Linked DNA regions of Mus musculus: all the other regions are linked to region 3. The links are chromatin contacts, called in public Hi-C and HiChIP or PLAC-seq maps. All regions are on one chromosome and are shown on one strand. Each heading gives the region's core, a stretch centred on a gene start, on an enhancer-like site or on the middle of the called end of the contact. The rest is flanking DNA. Distances are from core to core; before and after follow the strand shown. Region 1 overlaps Ltbp1 (latent transforming growth factor beta binding protein 1). Region 2 overlaps Ltbp1 (latent transforming growth factor beta binding protein 1). Region 3 overlaps Ltbp1 (latent transforming growth factor beta binding protein 1). Region 4 overlaps Ltbp1 (latent transforming growth factor beta binding protein 1).

Region 1 (4,933 bases), core at 312-2,811, 190 kb after region 3:
GGGAGGGAGGGAGGGAGGGACGGACGGAGGGAGGAAGAAAGGAAGGAAGGAAGGAAAGAAGGAAGGAAGGAAGGAAGGAAGGAAGGAAGGAAGGAAGGAAGGAAAGAAGGAAGGAAAGAAGGAATTAGTTTAATAAATAGATATTTTACTTGCAAAGAGGACTTCAGCATTCTTCAAAATTGCATTGTATAAGCAGCGGCTGTCAGAACTTAGAGCAGAGGCTCACAGTCTAGGCAGTAGAGTATAGAAATGCAGGCCAAAAGGACATTATTAGAACCATTTGGCTCTACTGGCATAGCCCAAATGCACCTGTACCTAGGAGTTTAGAGGGCTGGAAAGATGGCTCAGCGCTCGCTGCCCTGTCCTGGGGACTGCAGTTTGGATCCAAGCAGCCATGTTGGGCAGTCCACAAGCACCTCCAACTCCAGCTTCAGGGCATCAGATGCCCCTTCCTATCCTTCGCTGCGACCCCTCCCCTCCCCTCACACTCAAAGACATGCAAGTAGTGAACATAGCTGTGTTCCAGTAGAACTTTGTTTAAAGAAATAGTTTACTGCCCTCAATTTTAAATACTTCTATGAATATTTCCAAATATCTGGGCATCCACCCTAGAAATTTAAAATCATACAATGAAATACTGTCAGCGGCTGAATAGAATTCTTCTCATTTTTTTTTAAACAGTAGCATAAACAAATGCAGCTTGGTCTCATGTTGTCAGACCACAGTTACAAATATCTCGAGGACACTTTGCGTGCATAAGCACAAGCTCACGTTGGGGAGGGACATATACACTGGCAGATGACAACATCGTCTCTCTTCAGAAGAATACAAACTTGGATTTCTTCTAGATCATGGTTCAATAATGAAATAAAAATAAATAAATAAAACCCTCTACCAACTATCCAGTGCTCTCCAGCATTCACTTGCAGCATAGCATCTGCTATACAGATGCTTGCTTATAGCAACTGAGACATCCAAAGAAAGCGACCAGTCAACCATGAGTCCTGCCTCACCTCGGAGCTACAGGAGTCACTCCAGAGGCACTCGAAGTTCTCCCAGCCTATTGTTTCAAAACAATGTATATTCCTCTGCCAAAAAATATTTTGACCCAGGCTCATTTGGATTTTCAAAAGGCAGAGACAGCTTCATATGACGTAACCCTGATTTTTAAAATGCTCATATTGTCCAGGAAGCAGGAGATGCATAATTTTTCATATTTCCCCTTATGTTTTACAAGCTTTCCGCTAGAATCTAATTCTAAAATAGACACTGATATTCCTGGTGGGTCCTTTTGTCTTGTCACAATACAATTAATTGTTCATAATCATTGGTCTGAGTTTCCAACACCACACTGTCCAAAATCAGTATCAGAAAAATAAAAAAAGCTGACAGTAATCAGTTTGTTCAGATTCCTGTCAGGGTCTCAATAAGAACTGAGTTCTCTAAACCACTTCTACCTTCCTAAGGAAGGACTTCACATTTCAAGTACACAAAACTGTGGTCCACCAGCGAGGGCTTCGACTTCCTCAGTTGCAGGAGTAAAAGCCTATACTTGGTCACCATCCAAGAGTCTACAATGATGTCAGTAACCATGGATGTGAGCTATCCTCCAAAAGCCACTGGGCTATAGGAGACATTCTCATGACTTGCCTATTACTGAGGGACTCTTGTGTCTTGTATATGGTTGCCAGCAAATGTTAAAATAAGTAAAGTGACTCAGAACTGTCATAACACAAGGAGCCCTCACGGGACCGGGACTCACAGGTTGCCGTAGGTCATTTCTGTCTAAGGCCCTGCTGCATCATCAGAGAATAAGACTAGCAATGGTGGAAGACCCTGGTGGAGAGCATTTCATAGCTTATGAGAACTACTAAATCTGAGAAGCAAAAAGGGGACCAAGTCAGGAGTTAGCAGGGAGATCACCGGACAGCCTTTGCCCATGTTCTCTCTGGGAGAAAACAAGTGTAATTTTAAAAGATCCTTGTGGGTAAATCAGCCCCAGAAATCTTAAGCAAGCACTTTAAGACCTTACATTTTAGAGGCCTTGGCTAAAAAGTTGAGATTGCCTGGAGCCATGTAGCACCTCTCCTGGGCCTCCTAGTCAGTCAGTCAAAGACACACAAGTCAACATCCTGTCTACAACTTCTGCCAGACCCTACGTGAACTTATACCTCCAAGAAGAGGCACTGATGCCTGGCTTAGAGCAAACCACAGACATTTAGAGTGAATTGCAAGTGCCACGGGAGGGGGAAGCTTTCATTTGTGCTGCACAACTACTCCCCAAAAAGAAAATTCAAAACTATGGAAATTGTTTCTGACAAATGGACTGCAGCCTAGAAAAGAGTTCACTTGCCACGGTTCAGTCATAAGATGGGGGCAGCCAGAGAAATAAATATAACAAGTTGAGGCCTCACTTCCGATGTCACGAACAAATATGGTCCCCTTAGCATTTACCCAGACTGCTGCTCCATCGCGTCAGCACGCATCCAACTTAAACAACAGGAACCAGCAAGCACAGGCAACGTCCGTTCCATCAGAGGCAGCCTCTCAGATGAAACGCCATTACCCTGCCATTAACTGAGGCCCAGCTGAAGACACACAGGCTCAGTCAACACAGGTAACACAACCCTACCCCCCCACCCCCCCACCCCCCACCCCCACTCAGCAGAGAGAGACTGACCCAACAGGTCATGCACCCACTCGCGCAGTCTATCACTTGCCCCAAGGTCAGGAATTCCTTGAAGGAGAAATATTTAGAGTATCCCATGCTGTTTAGCCCAATAGGGCTTTACCATTCGGATCCAGAGTTAGCTCCTTTCTAGATTATGAAAAGAACATTCAGGGAGTGCTGTATGTTCTTCATACCTCATGGGGTAAATGCCCAGGGACTGGAAAATCTTCCAAGAAGGAATATCCTGCGAGATTTCTACTCTGAGTTTGTGCAAGTTCTCCTTGCCACACAGGTAACTAAGCTCCAGTGACCAACATGTTGACCCTTCTCTCCCGTCCCAGCTCTCCCTTCATAGTCACTGGAGGGAACCGCATGCTGGTTATGTCTTTCTCTGGAGTGCACACACATAAATTAACATTTCCTTCTATTTATAGACAGCTATGAAAAAATTTGCCTTACGGAAGAACAGAGAGAGAAGTAGAAAATTATATTCGGCCAAATAATAAATTGCCGTGTCTGGCCTGAGGATACTGGTTATCAAAAAGCAGCACTGAGGGGTTCGAGGAGTGGCTCAGCGGACAGAGTGCTTTCTAAGGGAACATAATGGTCTGGGAACCCACTGTAAAAGGAGAAAAGGCTGTGCACAAGGATGTGCGCCTTTGATCTCGTCATCTCAAAGCCGGAGGGATGGAGACAGCACATCTCTTAGACTCACTGGCTGGCCAGCCTAACCAAATGGTCTAGCTCTCAGCTCCAGTGAGAGATCCGATCTCAAACAATTAGTCGGATGGTTTCACACACACACAGTGCAGTAGTAGTCAAATAATATGGAGTTTTAAGACATAAATGCACATGAACTCATCCAAAGGCCTATTTGAGATGTGCAGCCTCTACCAACCCCAGGCTCTCATTATGACCTCGCTTGCCTAACTCTCCCAGAGAATAGAGGATCTAAGGACACATTCTTCATTAGGTGACCTCTGGCTAAGTTCCCCTGCCTTTCTCCACACGAAAAATGTTAGCCCACCCAAGGTCACTTTTTCCACTGGGCACAAGAAGCTCTCCACTCCGGCCTTCTCAGACATCCCACACCCACACCCTTTCATCCTCATTAGCAAGCAATCACGCTGTATTGTTCTCATGTAATTCTATTCTGTTCTATCCACTCTATTCCAGACGACGTTCTGCTTCTCTGACCTCCTTAATATAAAACTGCCAGGTCCAAAGGGCACCCCATTCTTCCCCAATGGCAGGACCGCTGACTTAGTCCAATACTGAGTCTAGGTCCAGCTCAACTTGGACTACAGGACTTTTGACAATTAGATAAAAGCTAGAATTGCTCAGGAACTTAGGAGACTGGTCCCATCTGCCAAGAAGGGACTCCTCTCTTACCTCTGGCAGAGGGGACAAATGGCTACTTTGGTGCCTATCAGCATGACAAAGCCCATGCTGGTCTCTGGGCTTCCTCAGTATCATAGCTACCTGTCATAAGTCTATGCTAGCGTCCTAGCCACCCCACCCCTCACCCCCAGGTCCTCGTCCTTTTAACGGGGCTATGTTCCCTGAACTCACTCTCTATCTCTTACTCTTTCTTACTCCCCAGCCCCGCTCTATTCCCTGTCTCTCTTGCTATCTCTCTGCCTCCACTACTCTCCCCTGCTCTCCAGGCCTGGCCACGTCCAGTGTCCTTGCCATGTTCAGTCTGCTTTTCTCTCTAATCTCTCTCATTGATATTAACCACATCAACCTAGTGGTCATGTTGTCAGGGTTTTTTTTTTTTTTTTTTTTTTTTTTTTTTTTACTGTGGCCCCTCACATACAAAAGCTATCTCCTAACTCTCTTACCATTTCCTCTTCAGTTTGCTGAAACCAACCAGGTTTCGCTGTCAACACTCCATTATACCTGCCTTTAGGAAGGTTTCCAGTGCATTCCACATTGTCAAATACAACAACAAATCCTCTGGTCTCTCTTGTTCCAAAGTCTACCATCGATGACATACTAACACACACACACACACACACACACACACCAAGCCAACCACATGCTCTGCAGGGACATGTTCCTAGTCAAAAAACATATCCAGAACTAAGCTCCCTTCAATATTTCTTCTAATCTTGTTCTTTTTTCTGTTGTCTGGCAGCGATATGGCAGCAAATGCTGTTTGTTAGTTGTTATTCAGGAAGCACCCACATCTCCTCCAGTTCCTGATGACCTCTGGCTGCAGTGCTCCATCGCTCCATCTAGACTGCTTCAGCTGTTTCC
Region 2 (4,870 bases), core at 236-2,735, 250 kb after region 3:
AATGTATCTATGGGTTGTTCTAAAGGCTAAGGAAGACTTGGTACACACAACCATTACTCTGGTCACTTGTAGAATTATTCCCAGGATGCAGTGGAGGAGGAAAGATCACCAGGACATAGAATCAGATGTGCACTGCAGATGTGCACAGCTATGTCCTGAGTGTTATCTTTTACAACTAGAGATGCTCACTGAAGAGAACACCAGAGCTGTCTCTGATTCCTAAGGCTGCTATGAGAAGAAACCGATGTACTGGGTAGTTTAACAGAGAATCTCTCCCCTAGTTAAGGAATCCCAAAGCCCAGCATCAAGGGGTCGAGCAGAGCTACACTTTTCCCATAGGATCTAAAAGAGAGCCTTTCCTGTAGCCTCTTGGGACCTAAGACTCCCTGTGGCTTTGTGGCTTCCTCACTCCGATCTATGCCTCCATCTTCACAGGGTCCCCTCCCCACCCTGGGCCTTCTCTTCTCGTCTTATAAGGAAACTTAACATTGAATTTGGGAGCTATGTAAATTAGGATGTGGTCATCCTCAGATCCTTAAATTAATTAAGTAAAATCGCATTCACAGGTTGGAAGGAAACACTATTCAATCTCCTCAACATGGAAAACAGAAATGGCCAAGGCATTGACCACAAGGCCAGATTAAATGACCTGTAGACTGTACACTTCTCCATAGCTGTGGGAAAGGCTGAGCTGGGTAAGACTGTGGCAAAAGAGAGTGGGTTGGTGTAGGGGGGAGGTTGTTGAAGACGGTGGCTTTCTGTGCTCAATTCTTCTGAACATTTTGATATTTTTATTGGTTGGTCTGCTGATTATACAACGGTAAAACCAGGTTATTGCCGACAAGAGCCTTACAGATAAAGTCAGGAGCCTTCCAGACACCCCCCACTGGCAGCTGCTTCCGCAGCGCCCCCAGAGGCTTGTCTGTTTCATGGTCCCATTCACCACTTCAAAGCCTCTCTTCAGCTAGTCTCCCTGAAAGAGGCCAATCTGAACTAATAAGGTAGTCAGAGGCAGCTGAACATTTAAAACCATAAATACCTATCTGGGTATGCATGTGTGTCCATGTGTGTACGTGTATGTGTGTGTGCATGTGCATTCTTGCACATATAAACGCACACACACACATCTCATGCATGTATGTACTGCAACTACATCCTCATAAAGTTTCACCAAGAGGTTTTCCATGTTTCTTCGTCCTACAAAAGCCTCCTTTGTCTGCTGTTCTCTTAGGAGTCACAAAGAGAGCCCTGGAGAGCCACTCTTCAACCCTCTGCAAGGAATGAGAAAGTATTCCTAGACATCAGAGTTCTCTACCTGGAATGCCAACTTAATTAACATTCAGTGAGACCCGGCACACTAATGAGATAATGTATCAGGAGAGCCCCCAGCCTTATTACTGCGGCTTCCCCTTCTGGCATATCCAGTGTCTTAGGAGGTTGAGAAAGCCATTAGGCATTGGTGCTTCCTCCTTCTGACAGGTCACTGAATGAAAGAATGTTCCCTTCATGAATGACCTTCTGTTACTTCCTCTTTGAGTGACTAATAGATTCTGGGCTCAGAAGTGTCCCATTCGAATTGCAACATTCTGCAACCAGAGCCGCTCTGCTGTAAGCTAACACATAGATAAGAGTTGGTTAAATCTTGGGATAAGGCCCACACAGCATGAATTATCTGAGCCTCTCTTCTATGGTAAGGAACCTCAGTGAAACCCAGGAACTCCCTGATGGGGGATCACAGTAGACATTTCCCCCTCTAGAAGGTTCCCTTAATCCAGCCTCCATCAACTCAGGCCCCATTGACAATCACATTCAGTCACCTAAGGCTTCCTGCTCCCTTCCCTTCTAGACTCCCAAATTTGATGTCTAAGACTCTTATTGGAAAAGAGGAAAACACCATGAATATTTTTAAGACATGAATTTTTTTTTCCTGTTTAATCTGCCTTCTTTTCTTCTTATTCAGTCTAGAAAAAGGTTGGTTCCTATATCCATTATCTCTACAGAGGGATGAAGCTAGGAGGAAGAACTGGCCGGAGTGTTGCTGGGTTTGATTTCCAGGAGCCAGCAACCGAAGGAGTAGCTCATCTCTACCCCACTCCATCCAACAGTAAGGAAGTGGATCGTCACTGGGGTAGGAGGAAACCATTTCTTAATTGGTTTCCCAAGTTCCAGCAGATGGCTCCACACCCATGCACTTACTAGTATCTCTAATTGAACTTAGTGGGTTATCAAAGGAAATAAAAGCCATGAAGTTGGGAGGGAGTGTTAGGAACATGGAGGGAATTAGAAAGGGAAATGGGAGGTAGGTATGGTCATACCTCACTATAGACACTGAAATTCTCACAGATTAATTTTTTTTTTTTTTTTTTTAGAAAGGACAGAGGAAAGAATGCATGCTGATTGCTTGGGCTAGGGAGTGGCACTATAAGGAGGCAAGGCCTTGTTGGAGTAGGTGTGTCACTGTAGGCGTGGGCTTTAAGACCCTCATCCTAGCTGCCTGGAAGTGAGTTTTCCACTAGCAGCCTTCAGATGAAGATTTAGAACTCTCAGCTCCTCCTGCACCATGCCTGCCTGGATGCTGCCATGTTCCCACCTTGACGATAATGGACTGAACCTCTGAACCTGTAAGCCAGCCCCAATTAAATGTTGTCCTTTATAAGAGTGGACTTGGTCACGGTGTCTGCTCACAGCAGTAAAACCCTAACCAGGACACTGATCACGGCGACAGAGTCAATAGATGGCATCCCTCTGTGGCTTCTGCGCCACATTCCTTCAGAGTTCCTGCCCTGACTTTCCCCCAGTGATGGATCCTAACCTGCAATTTGAAATAAACCTTCCCCTTCCCTAAACTGCTGTTGATAAAAGTGCTTTATCACAACAACAGAAAGGAGCCGAAAACAATAGGACACGCCAGCAATTATGCCGTGAATAAACAAATAATGAGATAAATAAACAAACAGGAAGAAGCAACTGCTCTCACGAGATTCGTTTCTATGTCAGCTGTTTAAAACCAATCTGTCGTGGAAACAATGTTCCATGGATGATGAAACGCATAATACTGTAAAAGTGCACTTGCTGCTGAAAAGTTTTATGTTTAAAAACTAAAGGCAAGCAGTGGCTAGGGAGACGGCTCAGCTGGTAAGGCTCCTGCCGGGCAACAGGAACTTCCAGTGCTCACTGAAACGCATGAAGTAGGCATGAAGTGAGCCTGTAATCCTAGCTCAAGAGAGACAAAGACGGAATCTCTTTAACAGCCTCGCTAAGTGACTCTATCCATATCAGCAGCCACTGAATTCAACTAAGAGACCCTGCCTCAAAATATGAGGTGAAGCCTACTGAGGAAGACATCTGATATCATTCTTGGGCACACACACACATGCCCTCCACATGCGCACGCACGCACGCGCGGGCACACACCCCATACACACATGTAAATAGGCACACAGACATATGAATCCCCTATACACATACGCAACAACCAGGAATGAATATTCAATTCTTTTATCTTAAATGCAGATATTATCAAAAAGGACATTATAGTCAAGCAGGCAATAGAAAAGACAGGAAAGTCAAAGATTTTTCAGTAGAACTTCTGGGTCTTTCCAAGGATTAAGCAAATGGAGATACTGGCTCCAACCACGCAGTCTGTCTTCCCAACACAGCAACATCGTTTACATGATTTTGCTGCTGGTGAGGATTAAGCCATTTTAGTCTACATCTGGGACACAGAGAAAAGAAAGTCACATGCCAGAGAAAATGAAGACAAGTTTATGGATTAAGGAAAAACTTGAAAATGAAGGCAGCCTTTGGGAGAATTAGCTACATTGTAAATAATTAAGGGAAAGGAAAAAAAATAATGGTTTCCAAAGGAACAAGAAAAGAAGCGACAGGCTGTGGGTGGTGCTGTCCCTTGGACAGATGCCTGTGGCCCTATCAGCCTAAGGCAGCCTGTTGTGTTTCATGAGACAGAAATCAGAACTAGAAGGAAAGTGTGCAGAGACATAGGATTCAAGAGTTCAACGGTTACCCCAGAAGGAGAGCGAGCCCAGCCATGGCTATTTTTGCTACCTTTACTGGGACTCAAATATCATCACCTGTTAAAAGCAAAAATGGATGAACCACCAGACCTCATCTCTCAAGTCTCCCTAATTGACATCGGACCTCCTGGTGTGCAAGCATCAGTCCCAAACCGACCAGCCTGCCTCCTATTTCACGGGGCATGAGCAGCTTCTATAGTGATTTAATCTGCTGTGGTCTGGTTGTTGGCTTCAGTGTTTCCATGGGATATGGCTGGAAATATCCAGAGAATTTCCTGCATACTGTCTGTGCTTGATATTTTTCTTTCCCGCACTGCTTGCTTCTTCTTGCAGTTCTGGCTTACTCATCTCTGTGAGTGAGTTACCAGAGTGGGGCCTTCCACTAGAGCATGGGAAACCTAACAGTAGCCATAGCCTCAAGAAAGAATGAGTCTCTCTCTCCCCCATGACCTATCCACTGCCAACGGCTCCTAGTATGGTATGGCACTAGAGAGCATCCTCTCCATCCACTGGAACTTTTGTGGGATCTTGTGTAGGTCTCATGTGGGAGAGCACAGCTGCTCTCGGTTCACAGGTGAAACTGGATGGAGAACAGAGATGACCAAGCCAGAACTGTAAGGAGAAACAAATCGCGCCACGACCAGAAGACAGCATTTCACAGCAATCCTCCTGATACTCCAGACCTTAAATTCTTCCCACCTCCCTTTCTATTTCCTTAGCCCTAAGTTTCTATTTTTAAAATCATGGGTATCAAAGAGTTTCACTAAAAATAAATCGTGTTTACCTTTGGTTAAATTGTGGCTATACAAATCCACTCAGGTTATGAAAATCGTTAC
Region 3 (4,972 bases), core at 430-2,929:
ATACTGTCATGGATCCTCATGTATATTCACTTCATGCATCTCATGCTATTTATCAGTCACTCATTTAACACCCACACGGGAAACAGAGATGACATAATTACACCTAGTCCCAGCTTTCTGAGTTCAAGTCTCAGGTCAACATTTCTGTTTATTTTAAATGAGATGATTGTATACAATATATATGTATTAAAAACAAACTCAAGTAGTGAAAAGGATATAAATTTATAAGAAGCCATCAACACAGCTATGCATGTTCTTTCTTTGAATGTATTACGCAAAAGACAGTTTACTCAAGTTGTTTTATGCCTCTGTATAAAATATGGCCTATGGCTGGCAATATGGCTCAATGGGTAAAGATGTTTTCTGGCAAGCCTGTTGACCCAGACCTACAGGATCTCACTACACACACACACACACACACACACACACACACACACACATACACACACACACACACACGATAAGTAAATGTAATAAAAGTTTAAAAAATGGCTTAGCAGCATTCTCTACCAGGCTCTGTAGCTGTGCTTCAGTTAGAAAATGCCTGCAGAGTATTCTCCACTGGACAGATGTATCACAGCTCATCAGTCGGCTCCAGACACAGGCAGTTTCATTTCTCCTTATGGTGTTTGGTTTTCTGTCACTCAAACACATCCATAAGATGTGTTCCCCAAAAGAGTTAGTGACCCCAGTATTCATATGCATTTGTATCTTCAGACTGCTTAGTTGCAATCTAAAAGGACAACAATTCTAATATACTGACCACTATTAAAATATGATTGAAATGTGTGCCTTTGTGCCACTGCCATTTCCATTGAGACTGTAACAAAAAAATGAAAGCGAGGGCCACTCTGACCAATAATACCAGAGCTCTCAAGAATGCTTCTAAGGTGGATGTATGCTGTAGTACAAGAGACTACCAACAGGGGGCACTCTCCCAACACTGCAGTTAACCCATTAGTTAACCCATTAGGTAAGCACCTGACATGCATACATTTTAGAAGGGAGCTCTCCATCAAGACCTTATGTTCAGTTACCTTACAACATGGCTTTCTGAATGATTTATCCATCGGGAGTAAAATTCTTTACATAGTCTAATTATAAACACGGCGATTCCTGGGTACTATAGAATCTAGTGTTCAAATGTGTCTGCCTTTCATTGCTCACAGAAAAAAGTTTATCTTCGTTTGATAACAACAGTATATATGTATATATGCATGTATGCATATATATGTATATATATTATATATGTGTGTATATGTATGTTTGTGTGTGTGTGTATATATATATATATATATATATTCCAAAAACATTAAGTTTATGCTTTATTTGGGCAAGAATCATTGGCCAACTGGGTATATATGACCCATGACCCATCCGGCCCGTCAATGTGCATGGCTGACACTGCTTTCATTTGATTTGCAACCCTCACTACTAACTCTAAAACCACGTCCTGTTGCCTGCATCAGCACACCATACAGGAACACTAAAAGGTTTCAGCTTCAATTCGCCACTCTGTTACTTTCATGTTTCAAAAAAAAATGCTGTGCATTTCAAATGCACTTTGAGTTCTGGGGGAGCGAGGACTTGATCACACTAAACCCACAGAGTCTGGAGGCAAGATGCCTGGATCTGACTCTGGCATTGAGCAGGCCTTGACAATGCAGGCTACTCCTCCTCAGCCACATCTCCTCCAGCAGGAGGCAGTGGTTGTGCATCTAAGATAGAGCCAACCGGGCGGGCGCCTTTCAACAATTCCTGGCACCGAGACCCATGAAAACCAAGCAGGAAATGTCTAATCAAAGATCCCACATTCTGATAACTCCGAGTTCCTTCCAGCCTGGCATGAAAACTTCCCAGAGAGCAAAGCCTGCCTCTCCCTTCTCTCATCTGAAATATGGATACAGTGGTTTATTTGGTTTGAACTTATTTGGTTTTCTTAACAGCCTTGCCTTTCAGATTCTCAGTTCACAGGATGATAAATGGATCAAATATCGATGTCCTCCCAAAAGAGACTCCAGCAACTGACATTGTAAGGGCAGGTAGAGAAGGTATTGCAGAAGTGGACGGGAAGAAGAGGAGGCAGGGTGGGAACAAGATAGGGAAGCCTGTGGAGTTCTAGAAGGCAGAGGTTGTTAGCACATGCCACCACACCACTGACACACGCCCTTCACCTTACCACCAATAATCAGGGGCTTTCTCCTAAACGAGCCTGCCATTTGGCCCCTTTAACTAGCTGAAGGCTGCCATCAAATCCAGAATGGCCCCCAAAGTGAACAAAATTACACAAGAACATAGTTCTTCTTGTGTGAGGTTCTCCTAACATAAATCCTTCACCCTCCACTCACTTCCCCCCCCCCATGCAGTGCCAACACACAAGGCAGAGTCTAGCTTCTGAGAGCTCAAGGAATGAGCCACTCCCACAGCCTCCACGTGCCAGTCTTCCCAGACTTGCCGCTTGAGCAAGAGTTAATGCCTATGACCTATTGGACCAGAAGTGTGAAGGCCTGTTTTGAGCCAGAGCTGTACTTTACACGGCACTTTAATGCTCAAAGCTGATGGCAGGCACTGCGATTTATTCTTCAAACTCCCCCAGCCTTGTTTCCATCAGTAACCAATCGTTCCCTAAAACAGGGTGGTCCTCCTTCAGAAACTGGAAGGTTCAGCGATGGCAGGCTGGGTTAATCCAGAGTTTAAATTAACAAAGGACAATGCTGTCCTTCTCAATAGTCTAGAAATGCAGAAATCGTGCGTTTAGAGGACTCAGAGACAGCGTTCCGAGCATGCAGTTTTAAAACGCGCACATTCTTTGGTTCCTCTGAAACACTAGTGACTATCATTGTGAGGGCAGGTTTGAACCTCCTCAGATGCTGCTCAGTGTCTCACTAGCTGTTGGACATACACTGGAGGCATGTTCACCAAGACTTGTCAGAATGCAGAACCCTGTACTCTCATCCTTCCAACCTCAGAACCAGGGCTGGAGTTCAGATGAGACTCTCTGCTCACTGGCTTGATCTTTATGTTTATGGAGCAGCAGTGTAGAAGAGAAAATTGTATAACAACAATCATTTCTACATCCGTGGATTCATGATCAGCTATTAGGTAGCTATATATTTTATAAGAGCCTTTGAATTTGATTACATTAGAAAACACAGCTGACTTGAATCTAGTGTACATGAGTGAGTAAGTGTGTGTGTGTGTGCGCGCGCGTGCGCGAGCTCTTGTACGCCATGTGTGTGAAGGTGCCTGCAGAGGCTAAAAGAGGGCATTAGATCTTCCGGACCTTGGGTTACAGATAGTTGTGAGCCACCTGACATGGTACTGAAAACCAAACTCAAGTCCTCCGGAGTATCAGCAAGTGCTTTCTCTCAGTCATTGAGCTACCTCTCCAGCTCTGATGTGAATGTCTCTTCTGAAAACCCATTCGATGACATTGAATTACACAAGGTGTTTGGCTCACCAGTCACAGGCAGTAAATAAAGCATCGCAGAATCAAGCTGGAGACAGGACAAAATGTGGCTCTTCACAAACCCCTTCTACCGAGCGTCCGTGACTTACAAGCACAGCACAGTCCCAAAGGCCAGGGCTGCAAACCAACTACGCATCCTACATCTTCAAATAAGCAAGGAGACATGATCCCAACAGCAGCAACGAGACAAACACAAGTCACTGGTCAGCATAAGAAGAGATCTTCAGATTCCCGGAAACAAAGGAAATGCATCTGAAATATATATTTACCCACATGGTCGTAACAATTCTAAAGGGACTGCATGTTTAAAAGGGTAGACTTTGTGTTTTACTCAAGGTTCCATTCTCAACACGGAAGCATTCCCCAAAGACAAAGAACAATTTCAAAGTCAGTGGTAGAACGGTGAATATTAATTTCCCTGTGTATAAATCTTCCAACTTCGCATCGGTGGAACTAATGGTGTCAGATACAAGTGACAGATGTGGTCCCCCAGCCCAGTGTTATGACTTGTGGGGGTTTTGTCCCTGGGCAGTCCTCTAAGAGAATACATAGAGGTTCACTGTAGCACTGTTTACAACGGAAAAGTCAGGGTTGGGGCTGAGAAAGGCTATGAAGGAACAATTAAAATAGCAAGCAGGACGTGTGGCTAAATAAACCAGGTTGCGTAGGTAGAACAGGTTCTGCACAACTCTTCCTCTATCAGCCCTAAAACACCACCAATCACAATCTTAAAATAGGCATTTATGATAGATGATGTCAAAACATACACAATGTGGCCTGTGGCCTTTTTAAATGCCACCGGCTAGAAGATAAACTGGTTTCAGAGGTGGTGACAGACAGTAAGACACCAAGTGTTGCTCAGACTGGTGGTATTGAGTTCAATTTTAAATATTACACTGAATATATAGCAATGACTAACACCATCTCTAATGAATGGATGTATAATAAAGAGCCTATGAGGCCCAAAGGCCAATAGTCAAGGATTAACATCAGGGAGTGAGATTTTAAAATGACAGGGCAGATAGAGGGGGATATAATGTCATTGGTTGTCTTAGTTTTTGGAATTATTAATTATTATTATTTTTAATGAAAAACACCGCAGAAGAACAAGGAGACAGGGAGAAGTTGAAGCGCAGTGAGGAGACTCAGGTCTGGCTGCATTTCCCTCTATACTGATTTCATTCTGTCTTCCTGTGGCATCGGCCTCCTGGGCCTAAGTCACTGCCATCTGTAACCACACATTTTCCTGCCCTCCCCATAATCCCAGGTGCGAGAGACGTTGAGTTCTGTGACTTCTCACAGAAGGCTGGTGCTGCAGGCAGTGTGCCAGATCCAGCCCCAGAACTCAACCTTCCCAGTTCCAAGTGGCTATCACTGCAGACCCAGCCTTCCCAGTTCTGAGTGGCCATTGCTCTCGACCCAGCCTTCCCAGTTCCGAGTGTCTATCACGCCCATCTATTACTTTAGTTGTTGGCTTTTTTTGTGGCATTTTAAATTATTTTC
Region 4 (4,533 bases), core at 1,638-4,137, 170 kb after region 3:
TATTCATGGCTTCCTTCTGCAGTCCTGTAAATGACACCTTTTTACCCCTAGTTTAGAAGATAACTGGGATTCTGAGATATTTAACACTTTTCTCAAAGCACACCATTAACACAAGGTAGGGTGGAGGTTCAAAATCCACCACACTGTCTCCAAAGCTGCACATTGTACCAGTGGCTCTGGGAAGGCAAAGAAGGGATGCAAAGGAACCTGTCTCCATAGAGACGGAAACTAGGGGAGCATCAGCTACAGTGTAGATGCTACTCTCTCCTCTCAATAAAATAATTAACCCTTTACAGCTCTCGTTGGACCTGAATGGACACTCAACATACGGTACTGGACAGCCTCTGGTAAAGCCAGTTCATGAAATAAAATCGAGTGTAAACCCTTGAGTTGAGGACCACAATGACCAATAAATTATAACGAAGCAGAAATGATGGCTACTATCCATAAGGACCAAATACCTAACCGCTGGGATTCTCATCTACAATATCTACTCAGTCTCAATAGAGTTGAAAACATCCACTTGTACAGCAACCAACCAGCTTATTCTATTCTTAATCCCTCCATGGCCCCATTTATTATACTGATCATTATTATGGGAACAAAACAGAGAGGACATAAGGCCTCATCTGTAAAAGCTTAGAAGCTTCTAGAGAAAACCAAATTTACACAAGCCTTCAAGCTCTCGGGAGGGCCACCCAAGGACACTGACACAATCAATCAAAGTATTCCCTTGGACACAGCATTGCCCTAACCACATGAACGACCCACTCGAAGTCATTCCAAGGCACTTGGATTCCTTAAGTTCAACTTCTTCTATTCTTCTCCCAACAATTAAAAGGGTAAGCCTCCTCAAGACCCTTATAAATTTACTCTCTGAAGCTACAGAAATGCAAAGTGCCCATGACAGTTGTTTTTTGTTTGTTTGATTTTTTTTTTTTTTTTTTTTTTTTGTGGCTGGATTCTCTCTCTGGGTTGAGACAGGCCTGGGTTTTCTAGACAGACGAAGTGTTACTTGTTTCTCTGGATGAAGAGAAGCAGCTGGGAGAATGGTTAATAAATCTGTGAGGGGCACACACAATGTCCATGGTCAACTTGACTCTTCTTCTCCTACCTCAGAGCCAAATTTATTTGGGGAAGATTTCTTTTCTGATGTTACCAGATTGCCACACAACATGACAGAGTGACCCAAAGGAGCTCTGACACCAAGATTCCAAGTAGGTCATCAGGGGCTACTAAATAACAACACACTCACTGGAGTTCCTGGTGTGCATGCACGCATGTGTGTGCGCGCGTGTGGAGTATACATGTGTATATGAGTGTGTGTGCTCACATAAGTGTGTGTACACACATATATCTGTGCATGTGTGTGTATGAGTACACATGTGAGTGTGTGTGAGTGTATGTGTGTAGTATGTTTGCATGTGTGTATATGAGTGCATGTGTGTGCGAGTATATGTGGATGTATGTGTATGTTTGTTTGTGTGTGTATGTGTGTATGAATTTGTGTGTGTGTGTGTGTGTGTGTGTGTGTGTGTGTGTGTGTGTGTATTCCTGATCATGCATGTATATACATGAGGAGGCCAGAGGTCAACCTTGGGGATCTTCCTCAATTGCTTTCTACCTTAACTTCTGAAATAGTATCTCTCATCCAACCTGGAGCTGGCTAACTCAGTTACATTGGTCAGGACCCCAAGGATCCATCAGGCTCCAGAGGCCCTAGCACTGAGATTACAGAGACCCACTACCACATCTAGCCTTTCCGTTGGCACTGGAGATCTAGCTCAGGTTCTTATGTGTGCACAGCAAGCATTTTACCAAGGAAGCCACCTCCCAGCATTCCTGCCTTTTTAGCTTATAAAAATTTGATTTAAGAAATTAAATGACAAAAACTGAGAAACAGAAGATGGGCTGGAGAGATGTCTCCGTGATTAAAAACACTTGTCCTTCCAGAGGATATCAGCTCAGTTCCCAGAACCCACAAAGGGCAGCTGACATTTGCCTGTAACTTCAGCTCCAGGGGATCCAGTGTTCTCTTCTGGCTTAGGCAGGTCCTGCACCCACATGTGTGCATATACACACAGAGACATATAAATCAACTAAAGAATTTTTTGAGAGAGAGAGAGAGAAGAAGAATAAAAATTCCTCCCTGGATTTAGAACCTGTGATGTTCTCTAAAGCATTAAACAATGACTGGCAGCTCTCTGAACACTCAAACTCTCTGTGTTGCCTGCTAAATGACTGAAAAGCCAGGCCTTGACTACCCAGCAAGCATCCAAAGTTCAGAAGAGTGGATGCCATTCACTGGCTCAGCCTGAAGGACTCGACGTTCTCATTATTTGTGACAGTGTATCCAGGAAGTATAAGACACAATGACAAGCAAAAATGCTTATCTCTGACATTACGAGAAGGACCTAGGCAGGGCCGAGAAGAGACAAGGACACACACAGCTGTCATGACCACAGCCACCACTCGCCAGCCGATGCTTTGTCCTCTTTCAGAAGCAAGCTTAGGGACCTTAAGCCCCTGTATTCCCATCTCATTGTCTGACTGACATTTGCGTTTTGCCACAGCTGAGTCACAAAGATAACATGTTTCCTGTTTCATCATACGATGCGCTAGACTAACAATGTGTCTTCCCTATTGAAGAATGGGGAAGAGGTCCACCCAGTGTTCTTACCACTTGGAAGGGGAGTATTTTCTGACATCAGAGCTGCCTAGCTCTATAACCCATATTGGCATTAGAGGAGAGGGAAGGAGAGAAGGACTCACTATTTGCAGTGTTTAAAAGTTACTTCCCCCAAACCTGAATCTCTGCTTTAGAGTCCAGTAAGTACAAGGATTCTGAGTAATACATGTGAATCACAGGAAAGAGACTTTACATCTCTCCAAAAAGACGGTGGGGCATTTAGGTGAACACAATGTCTATGAATCAGACCTGCTTTCTCTCTTCACGTCTGTTCAATGATCAATTGGGAAACCCTCCAGTTGGTAGCTGGAGAGGAGTTAAGCCCACCTGGATTTCCAGAAAACACTGAGGACTCTCATCTCATGTCTTCCTCTGGGATGACCCAGAAATCACTCAGAACTTAGTATCATTCCTGTCCAGGCCCACAGCAGCTCTCAGGGGTAGGAAGCCACTTTCTGTGACTAGGAATGAGGATCTGACTTCCTGCAGGACTTGAGGACGCTACTCTAGGTGAGGACTTGTATTTAGAATCATGAATCCCCAAGAACTGCCTTCAAAATTCTCCACTTCAGTCTGTATGAAGTTTATGTGACACCCCATGCTTGTTCTCATGCCCAACAAAGGTTTGTGTAATAATTGAGATATATTCTGTTTTACACATATAGTCTGCCTTGAGTAATGTCATCTCAGCTTCTCCTGGGTACCCAATAGCTCTTATCCTCACCTTAATTGGGTAATAATCCAGGAACGTATATTTGCATTTCATCACCTGGGACAAAGTCCCCCTGACATCACCTCTCATTCACTACCAGTCCTTCCTCAGAGCAACAGCACCCTCAGGGAGTCACCTTCAAACTCTCTAGATAGGAAAACCTCTCAAAGCTCATCACTCCCATTTGACAGCATGGATGAGAGTCCAGTGCCAGGGTTCTCAACTTGGACTACACGTCCACTCCAGCATAGAGAAGACAGCATGAAACAACGGTGGGTACAGGAGAACACAGTACTGGATTCTGAGCTTCAAACCTGCCTTTTCAAACAAACTTGCTCCATGGTGCTGAGCAGTTATTTAACCTCATCTATAGAATGCCTGCAGACCCCTGATTTCTCAGCCACTGGGCATTGGGCATACAGACAGCACTCCACAGTGCTGTTACAAATCCAAGGTTCCTCTTCCTCCTTCATAAACGTATATGCCACTCATTAAACTTCAGGGTCTTCATGTGTTTCCCACTAGGAGCTTATGTCTAAGGTCAAAAAGGCAAAACAGCTGAACCAAAGCATTTAGCCGGATATGGTGGCACACACCATATCCATATGTAACCTTAGTACTTTGGAGGTGAAAGCAGGAGGATCAGGAGTTCAAAATCATCCTTACTGTATGATGAATGAGCATCCAGCCTGGGTCATATGAGTGTAATGCAAATGATCCAAGGCTGCTTCAAGCATCCTGTAAGACACAGGGCAGACTTGAAACATCAGATTCTTCACTGGAATGTGAACATAAAAGGGACTTGCAGGCTCAGTGTCAAATCCTGGAAAAGGCCATCTCATACATAAGCAAGATGTAAATCAATACACTAACTCACCCCATCACCCAACTTCAAAATGTCTCCTGAAGAGTGTGCTGGGGATATGTTAGTTCAACTACCCAGTAGATAGTTGGGTAATTAAGAGTTAATACTAATAAGTGCATAGTCTATGGATTAATAACACTTCCTATGGCTTATCCTAGGACCTTCACAGATATATTATGTGGTTATGTTACTACTCATTGTCCAATTGATGGGATCTAGAATTACAGAATAGACATGAGTCTCTAGGGAGCCTGAAGGATTAGCTAG

What was found. Hi-C and Micro-C count contacts between places; a contact is called where the count stands out from the background. HiChIP or PLAC-seq counts read pairs in DNA pulled down with a chosen protein or histone mark.
Region 1: a contact with region 3 is called in a Hi-C map of pancreatic cancer cells, with 2.0 times the contacts expected there. The contact joins two enhancer-like sites. A contact is called at or near these places in 1 of 15 datasets of contacts at CTCF or cohesin (the NIH/3T3 cell line), 10 of 484 Hi-C or Micro-C datasets (the C2C12 cell line, the P5424 cell line, adipose-derived mesenchymal stem cells and 5 more), 4 of 115 datasets of contacts at active chromatin or transcription factors (the NIH/3T3 cell line, embryonic stem cells, fibro-adipogenic progenitors and 1 more) and 1 of 9 other capture datasets (adipose tissue).
Region 2: a contact with region 3 is called in an H3K27ac HiChIP or PLAC-seq map of the HPC-7 cell line, with 7 times the contacts expected there. The contact joins two enhancer-like sites. A contact is called at or near these places in 1 of 15 datasets of contacts at CTCF or cohesin (the NIH/3T3 cell line), 16 of 484 Hi-C or Micro-C datasets (the AML12 cell line, the HPC-7 cell line, embryonic stem cells and 10 more), 3 of 115 datasets of contacts at active chromatin or transcription factors (the HPC-7 cell line and embryonic stem cells) and 1 of 9 other capture datasets (adipose tissue).
Region 4: a contact with region 3 is called in an H3K27ac HiChIP or PLAC-seq map of the HPC-7 cell line, with 8 times the contacts expected there. The contact joins two enhancer-like sites. A contact is called at or near these places in 1 of 15 datasets of contacts at CTCF or cohesin (the NIH/3T3 cell line), 12 of 484 Hi-C or Micro-C datasets (the C2C12 cell line, the HPC-7 cell line, brown adipocytes and 6 more), 4 of 115 datasets of contacts at active chromatin or transcription factors (the HPC-7 cell line, the NIH/3T3 cell line, fibro-adipogenic progenitors and 1 more) and 1 of 9 other capture datasets (adipose tissue).

What each region holds. Positions count from the first base shown.
Region 1 is chr17:75,171,854-75,176,786 of GRCm38.p6, reverse strand. The region is part of intron 4 of Ltbp1 (latent transforming growth factor beta binding protein 1); the gene reads right to left. Among named protein-coding and RNA genes, the nearest start is that of Ltbp1, 170 kb to the right of the region's middle. Within about 2 kb of position 1,561, at least 4 of the 459 cell types and tissues checked have an H3K27ac peak or open chromatin away from gene starts, as enhancers often do. A contact at or near this core is called in pancreatic cancer cells, where this site is marked.
Region 2 is chr17:75,116,311-75,121,180 of GRCm38.p6, reverse strand. All of the region lies in intron 3 of Ltbp1 (latent transforming growth factor beta binding protein 1), which reads right to left. Among named protein-coding and RNA genes, the nearest start is that of Ltbp1, 110 kb to the right of the region's middle. Within about 2 kb of position 1,485, at least 42 of the 459 cell types and tissues checked have an H3K27ac peak or open chromatin away from gene starts, as enhancers often do. A contact at or near this core is called in the HPC-7 cell line and pancreatic cancer cells, where this site is marked.
Region 3 is chr17:75,366,263-75,371,234 of GRCm38.p6, reverse strand. The region is part of intron 31 of Ltbp1 (latent transforming growth factor beta binding protein 1); the gene reads right to left. Among named protein-coding and RNA genes, the nearest start is that of Rasgrp3, 67 kb to the left of the region's middle. Within about 2 kb of position 1,679, at least 17 of the 459 cell types and tissues checked have an H3K27ac peak or open chromatin away from gene starts, as enhancers often do. A contact at or near this core is called in the C2C12 cell line, the HPC-7 cell line, the NIH/3T3 cell line and 1 more, where this site is marked.
Region 4 is chr17:75,197,880-75,202,412 of GRCm38.p6, reverse strand. All of the region lies in intron 5 of Ltbp1 (latent transforming growth factor beta binding protein 1), which reads right to left. Among named protein-coding and RNA genes, the nearest start is that of Ltbp1, 190 kb to the right of the region's middle. Within about 2 kb of position 2,887, at least 61 of the 459 cell types and tissues checked have an H3K27ac peak or open chromatin away from gene starts, as enhancers often do. A contact at or near this core is called in the C2C12 cell line, the HPC-7 cell line and the NIH/3T3 cell line, where this site is marked.